2 separate regions of the Mus musculus genome follow, and region 1 is linked to region 2. The links are chromatin contacts, called in public promoter capture Hi-C maps. All regions are on one chromosome and are shown on one strand. The core of a region is the stretch at or near the end of the contact, and the rest is flanking DNA. Distances in the headings are between cores, read along the strand shown.

Region 1 (3,752 bases), core at 33-2,532, 120 kb after region 2:
ACCGCGAATCTTCAGTCTCTCAGAGACCACGGCTGGAGTAATAAGCTTATAGTTCGGAACCTCCTTACAGAGCTTGTCGTATGTCGCTTTGTCGAACAGGACAAGATTGTTCAACTTGTCCCGAACTTTGCCTTTGGACCACTTCTGCTCATCAAAACAAATGAGAACCAGTCAGAACCATCCCTTTGCTCCCTAACATCAAGCATCTGAGAAAGCTCTGTCACGATCATCTCAGGGAAATTAGAGACTTCTTGGCTTATTGCATTGGCAACTTTGGAGTCGCTATCAGATACCCTGAAGACCAGACATATGCCTTACAGTTCATAGCAGTAGCAAAACTATTAAGTAGCAACAACAAAAATAATTTCATAAAAAAAAAAATAATTTCATGAGCTGGGCAGTGGTGGCACATGCCTTTAATCCCAGCACTCGGGAGGCCGAGGCAGGCAGATTTCTAAGTTCGAGGCCAGCCTGGTCTACAGAGTGAGTTCAGGACAGTCAGGGCTATTCAGAGAAACCCATCTTGAAAAAACAAATAGTAATTTCACAGCTGGTGGTCAAAAGGGGAACCATCTTAAAAGGGTCGTAACATTAATAAGGTTTAATACCATTACTTTATAAAAGTATTACACCACTGTATTCTTAAAGTGACTATGTGATTTTAGAATTCGGTATCTGGGGAAAAACTTACAGCACAAGTTCACGACAGGTCCCACAGATTCCCATTACAAATAGCTATCGCCTACCTTCTTCTTGGCCTTGCCACCAGATTTATTTACTGGGTCTTTATCCTTTTTGGCCGACTTTCCGGCATCTTTCTTCTTCTTGTCGTCTTTGGGAGGCTAGGGGAAGAAAGCGGGAGTGCAGGCCAGTCACATGGTGGTCCCATGCACCCCGATCGCAGCCCTTCACCCACCCAGGCGCCGCCGCCGGAGCACATGGACACGATGGCGGCAGCCGCCCGGAGAGGCAGGCCCGCGGGTCACGAAGCAGTCCGTGTAGGGTCGCCTCCACCTCCCCCCAGCACCGCCCGATCCTCTGAACCCCACTGCTCAACCCTCGCGGGCCTTACCATGGCGAAGCTCAGAGAGTCGTGTAGACCACAGCAGCCTCGCTAAGATGTCGGAAAAAAAGGAAGCCCGGTGGCCCAACAATCCCAGAAACCTCTGCCTCGAGAGAGTACTTCCGGGGCAATGGGTGGAGCCACGTCTTGGCTAAACTCCGCCTCTTGTGGGATGGGATAGGGGGCGTGACTTCCAACCTGCAAACTCTGAGACTGGTCGTAAAATTGCTGCACTTTGCTGCGGGTCACCCAACAGCCACTAATTCTCTGCTCTGTCACTGAGAAATACAGTAGGCCAGTTCCCAGAAATGTGTTTGTTAAAGCAATGGGGGCCTTGGCTTGCGCGTGCGCTTTAGGAGGGGGGAGGGCCGCAGGAGGGAGAGCAGAGGCGAGGCTATGACACCAGTTCCGGGACTGGAGCGCCTGGAAGGGGCGGGATCGTAGTACCCTATCCGTAGCACAGTGATGGCGATTTTTAGCGTGTACGTGGTGAACAAAGCCGGCGGCCTGATTTACCAGTGGGACAGCTATTCGCCACGGGCTGAGGCTGAGAAGACTTTCAGTTACCCGCTGGACCTGCTGCTGAAACTGCACGACGAACGCGTGCTGGTCGCTTTCGGCCAGCGCGACGGCATCCGGGGTGGGCCGGGCTCGAGGGCGGGGCTGGCGCTGCGGAAGTGGGCTGGTGCGGGGTGGGAGTGGGAGTGAGAGTGAAAGAATGGGAGTGGGAGTAAGCGGGGCGGGGAGTGGCCCGGGCCATCTCTGATCCTTAGCCACTCTTCTTGTAGTGGGCCATGCAGTGTTGGCCATCAATGGCATGGACGTGAATGGCAAGTACACGGCTGACGGGAAAGAAGTGCTGGAGTATCTGGGTAACCCTGCGAATTACCCGGTTTCCATCCGATTCGGCCGGCCCCGCCTTACCTCTAACGAGAAGCTTATGCTGGCCTCGATGTTCCACTCGTAAGTTTCCCTACCCCTTTTAAACATTTCCTCCCCTGACTAGTGCATCTGTCTCTAGGCCGGCTAAAGTGTTTCTTTGTGTACTTAAAGAGGTACAATTACTGTGTACCTCTTTAAGTGGCTGAACTCTTTTTATGAAGAAATGTCAACTATAGCCAGGTTTGAGGTAGTTTGATTTTTGCCCAGTCAGGTCTTGTCCTCTTGACCCTAGTTTCTTCATCATTAACATAAGGTAATTGAATTTTTGAAAAAAAAAAATTTGGGGGGGATAGGGTTTCTCTTCAACTTCTGTATTAGGGTTTTACTGCTGTGAACAGACACCATGACCAAGGCAAGTCTTATAAAAAACATTTAATTGGGGCTGGCTTACAGGTTCAGAGGTTCAGTCCATTATCATCAAGGTGAGAGCATGGCAGTATCCAGGCAGGCATGACGCAGGAGGAGCTGAGAGTTCTATGTCTTAATCCAAAGGCTGCTAGTGGAAGACTAGGTTGTCTTGGAACTCACTCTGTAGACCAGCCTAGCCTCAAACTCAGAGATCCACTTCTCTCTGCCTTCCAAGCGCTGGGTTTAAAGGCGTGTGCCAATCACCACCACCACCACTTAATTAGATAATTAAATTAAGTGGACATTGAAATTCTTTCTGTAGCCGGGCGTGGCGCATGCCTTTGATCCCAGCACTTGGGAGGCAGAGGCAGGCGGATTTCTAAGTTTGAGGCCAGCCTGGTCTATAAGGGTGAGTTCCAGGACAGCCATGGCTACACAGAGAAACCCTGTCTCAAAAAAAAAAAAAAAAAAAAGAGAAAGAAAGAAAGTCTTCCTGTGACTGCCTGTAGTGTAAGGTGTGTTGACATAGCAGTAGCCATGAACTAATAAGGTACGTATTCCGTAGCATGTTGGCTTTAGCTAACACGTTTAGTATAACATGTTTCAGTTTGGGGCTGAAGAAATGGTTTGGTGTTTGCTGTTCTTGCAGAGAGCTAGCATCCACATGGTGGCTCACAACCAACTCCTATTGGAAGGGACGTGATGGCTTCTTCTGGCTTCCATAGTCACCAGGCACATATGTGGTACACATGCATCCATGCAGGCAAAAACACTCATACACTTCCATAAGCCCATTTTTAGTTTTTATTGCTACATAAAGCAGCCTACAGAGGCGGCTAGAGATGGAGTGACTTCTCTGTCACCAGGTGACTAAGTGAGATGGTAAATAAAAATTAAATAAATCTTAGGGAAACAATGTTTTGTAGCAAAGTGTATAAGATATAGTGTGTACAGAAGGGAGATAAACCTAAAAGAAATGTTGACACTCCTGCTAGACTGTTCACAGTATTTCTCCTGACTGGCCCTGGAAAGTGAATTCCTCCAAAGATTGGGTACTTGAGTGGAAAAGGTTGAGGACTTTCCCTTCATGTCACATGGTGCATTCCCAACTTTACCTCTTTTGCATACAGGCTCTTTGCCATTGGTTCCCAGCTATCTCCGGAACAGGGCAGTTCAGGCATTGAGATGCTGGAAACAGACACCTTCAAACTGCACTGCTTCCAAACACTGACAGGTATGTGCCTACAGAGGTCATAGGGATAGATGGAGCACATTAGTCCAGTATGGACCAAGGGACTGACCCGAGAAAGCTTAGGTAAACAACAGGGATGGTGTCAGGTTTCCCGGGCACACATGTACAACACACCCATTTTTACAAAGCCACTCTTGGTTTTTTGTT
Region 2 (3,746 bases), core at 462-2,961:
GGAGGGGTGGGCAGAGTGAGGCGTGACCGGCTTGTCTTTCAAAGTCCCTTTCCATTCCTTGGAGTTTCTCATGCTTTGGTCTTTTCTGGACAGTGTGCTCAGAGCAGCAAAAGTGGACTTGTGTGTGTTGCTGGGCAGGAGGGGCGTGACCGCATGGTGTAGGGTTGGAAGGATGAACAGTGCTTCGTCAGCTCCAGACTCAGGAAGCGCCGAGGCAGTGTATCCCTGAGCAGCACAGGACCAGAAGAGCTGGAGAGGGGCTCCAACCCTGTGCCCTGGCTTTCTTCCTCCTTAAGAACAGTTTTGGGGCCAGCAAGATGGCTCAACAAGGAAAGACATTTGCCATCAAACATGACTACCTGAGTCCCACATTCCCACATTGTAGGAGAGAAACAACTCCCACAAGTTGTCCTCTGACCTCCATAGGCTCTCTCTGTGTGTCTATATCGTTGTCTGTCTCTGTCTGTCTCTGACTGACTCTCTCTCTCTCTCTCCCTCTCTCTCTCTCTTTCTCTCTCTCTCTCTCTCTCTCTCTCTCTCTCTCTCTCACACACACACACAAATAGTGCCCCGTATGTAGTACCTACATAGTGTAGTGGGTACAATCTTACACTATCATGGCCTAAGTCAGGAAATATCCTCCCGTGGAAGAAAACCCACCAGGACAAGACCTGGAGGGGAAATGGTTCAATGTCCACCACAGGTCTTCATGAACGAAGTGGCTCTCAGGATGGGACAGAGCAGGGGTAGAGAGCAGGGGCAGAGAGAGCCTGCAGAGCAGCTATGATGGAAGCAGGGGATGACAAATGTGGAGTCAGGACACTTGGGTGCAAGGTTGCCACCATTGATGCGTTACAGGATCCTGGGTAGGTCAGTCTCCATCTCTGGGCTTCGGGGTCCTCCTGTGTAAAATTGGAGCTGTGGGGGTGGCCTAGGTAACCATCCATGTCCTTTCAAGCTAGGTGTCTACAAGTTTACTTGTGGTGGAACGCCTTTTTGACCTTTTTCTCTGAGTCAGAGACAGCTCGATGGCCATATTTATACTGCACTCTTGTCTGGTAATTTCATTTTACATTTTTTCTTCTAGTATTCTTAGGGTTCTTCCCTTTGAAAGAACTTAACTCTTTCAAACTTGAGCTGAAAAGAGGGAGGGGCAGGGTTCCCCCTCCCTGGCCGGGCAAAAGGATGGCAGTCACAGGTTGATCAAGTGCCCTGGCTCGCCTGGGACTGAGGGGTTTCCCAGGACAGGGGACTTTCTTTGGTTCTGGGCAAACTGGGATGGTTGGTCACCCTAGTGATAAGGAAAGTGAGTGTGTAGAGGAGGCTGGGAGTACTCTTTTCTTAGCCCCTTCTATGAGGAGTTCCCCAAGTCTATATGCATCCCTCATAGAGATCCAGTGAGCAGAAGGGAGGGGCAGCCTTCACACCAGACGCCTGGCCCAGTTCAGACCATGAGTGCCAGGAAAGGCACTGAAATGCTTGCGTAGTACTGACTCTGTGGGGGGAGTTTCCCTTTTTCTTAAAAAAAAAGAAAAGAAAAGAAAAGAAGGGGGAAAACACACACACACACACACACACACCAGAAAAGACTCAGTGGAAAAAAAAAAAAAAAGAGATGAGTCGAGAGGCAAGCAGCAAGCCCTCACTGGCCCCAGGAGACCGCACATGGCTCATTTGTTTAAGTTTGCAGCTGACGCCTGCCACCTCTCCATAGGCACCAGCACAAACCTTCTCGACATCAGACAGTGACCAGCCTGGTGACGCAGAGCTGCAGCTATGAACTACCCACTAACCCTGGACATGGGCTCCATCACATACAATATGGATGACCTGGTGAGTCAAGTCATGTGGCTCCCTGCTGCTCTGGTCCTGCTTGGAACTTTAAATATACTATGTCAAGGAAGAGGGGATAGCTTGGGAATCCCGCCGCAAGGATTATAGAACATAGGCAAATACATCCACTTTTAGACTCTTATTGTCTCCCATATCTGTTGCCCTTAATAGATGCCAAAGGGAGGTGGGAGACACAGGATCAGGTTTGGCATCTCCTGCTGTGTGACTGAGGACCCAGCTCTGCCTCTTGCTTCTTTAACAGAGAAGTTTATCTTGTCTCCCTGAGTTAGAATGGCAAAGTCATTTGGAAGGGGTATTTTTGTTTGCTGCTTTTTTTTTTTTTTTTTTTTGAGACTGAGCTTCTCTGTGAAGCAAGCATTGGCTGTCCTGGAACTCTGTAGACCAGGTTCAAACTCACCTACTACCTGCCAAGTACTGAGATTAAACGTGTGCGCTGCCGCTGCTGCTGCCGCCGCTGCCACCACCACCACCTGGCTGGAAGTTTTCTTCATGTCAGTTTGCTGGCAGTGCTAGTCAATCAGGCAGTGTGGAGTTGTTGGCTGGGAGAGGAGGGGTGGGCAGAGTACTCAGTTGGTAGAGTGCTTGCCGAGTGTGCATGCTGCTAGGCTCATCCTCAGCTTGCACAGAGTGTGGTGGTACACACCTATAATCCCGGCATGAGAAAGGTGGAAGCAAAAGACTCAGGGGCGGGAGCCTAGAACACATTGAGACCTTGTCTCCAAAAGAAGGTATATATAATTGTTCATCTTGCTGAATGACTTGATCATTAAGGCACAATACAACATCCATCTGTGTTGGGTGGAGAGACTGAGAACATAATCTTTGCCCTCAAGTCACTGATGGTCCAGACAAGGTGGAGCTAATCCCTGGCTGGAAGGCTTTAGACAGTGATTTTGTATAGATGAAGAAAGCATGAGGCCAGACGTGGCAAGGAAGAGGACCCCAGGGGTCAAAGTCATGCAGCTGTATTGCTCCTAAAAACACCTTGGAGCATGTCGCTTTGCCCTGGGAGGGACTGTCATCTCTAGAGATACAGTATCTTGGAAGAGCTTCTTAGGTGGGAGCTTAAGAAAGAAACAAGCAAAGAAAGGAAGCAGTGCCTGGCACCCTCTCCGCCCCCTGCCTGAGTGTCTTCCAGTTAAGCATAGGAGTTCACTTGACTTGGCTGCTATTGGACTACCAAAGGATATTGTTAGGAGCAGTTCAAGTGGGAAAACCCAGGGCTGTGGGGCTGTGGGTTATGGGCATCAGTAGACTTAGAACCTTCATCATGGCCTTATTCTCTATGAACTCCAAACCCAGAGTCCTATCAGCTCTCCTGCCCTAATCACACCTTGAGGTGTTTCCCCCCGACTCTCCCAGCTCGCCAGGATCTGTGGTCTGCTTTATCATTCTTCCCACTATGTCGCTGGGCTTGCTGAACCTGCTCAGCTGGCATCACTTGGGCACTCATGGGGATTCTGCAAATAAAAGGACCTCAGGCTTGGCTCAATGCTTTCTGTTGTCTTGAAAAAATTTGGGGGGTGGGGTTGTTTGTTGGCTTGTTTGTTTGAAACAGAGTCTCTGTGTAGCCTAAATCTGCTTCAAACTCATAGTCCTCTTGCCTGAGTCCTTTGAAAACCTAACTGTTCTACAGGGGAGTGTGCTCCCACGCTTGCTTGCCCTCATCCCCACTGCCAGCTGCCCCTGATATGGTTAGGTGGTATCTTCTGCCCTCAAGCTGACCATCAGCCCTGACCCACTTGGATGCCTTTGTAACCACCTGGAGACCTGGCCGTTCCTGGCTTCTGAGAAACCTCAAGAGTTTCCCCTAACTGCACGCCTCACATCACAGTGTGACCTACTAGAGACAGGTGGTAGTGGGGGCCAGAGGGACAGCAGGACGTGCTCAT

The links. Capture Hi-C pulls out chosen DNA fragments and counts their contacts.
Region 1: a promoter capture Hi-C map of adipose tissue shows a contact between it and region 2. The contact joins the promoter of Trappc4 here to the promoter of Cxcr5 in region 2. A contact is called at or near these places in 2 of 39 promoter capture datasets (the HPC-7 cell line and liver), 2 of 484 Hi-C or Micro-C datasets (B cells and regulatory T cells), 7 of 115 datasets of contacts at active chromatin or transcription factors (the SCID.adh cell line, bone marrow-derived macrophages, effector CD8 T cells and 2 more) and 3 of 9 other capture datasets (adipose tissue, liver and pancreatic islet).

Annotation. Positions count from the first base shown.
Region 1 is chr9:44,405,078-44,408,829 of GRCm38.p6, reverse strand. It overlaps Trappc4 (trafficking protein particle complex 4), which reads left to right and starts at 1,282. Exons shown (of 5, transcript NM_021789.2): 1 at 1,282-1,703; 2 at 1,852-2,026; 3 at 3,484-3,587. The coding sequence starts at 1,529. It overlaps Rps25 (ribosomal protein S25), which reads right to left and starts at 1,116. Exons shown (of 5, transcript NM_024266.3): 1 at 1,073-1,116; 2 at 747-842; 3 at 1-144. The coding sequence starts at 1,075.
Region 2 is chr9:44,524,409-44,528,154 of GRCm38.p6, reverse strand. It overlaps Cxcr5 (chemokine (C-X-C motif) receptor 5), which reads left to right and starts at 1,711. Exons shown (of 2, transcript NM_007551.3): 1 at 1,711-1,833. The coding sequence starts at 1,777.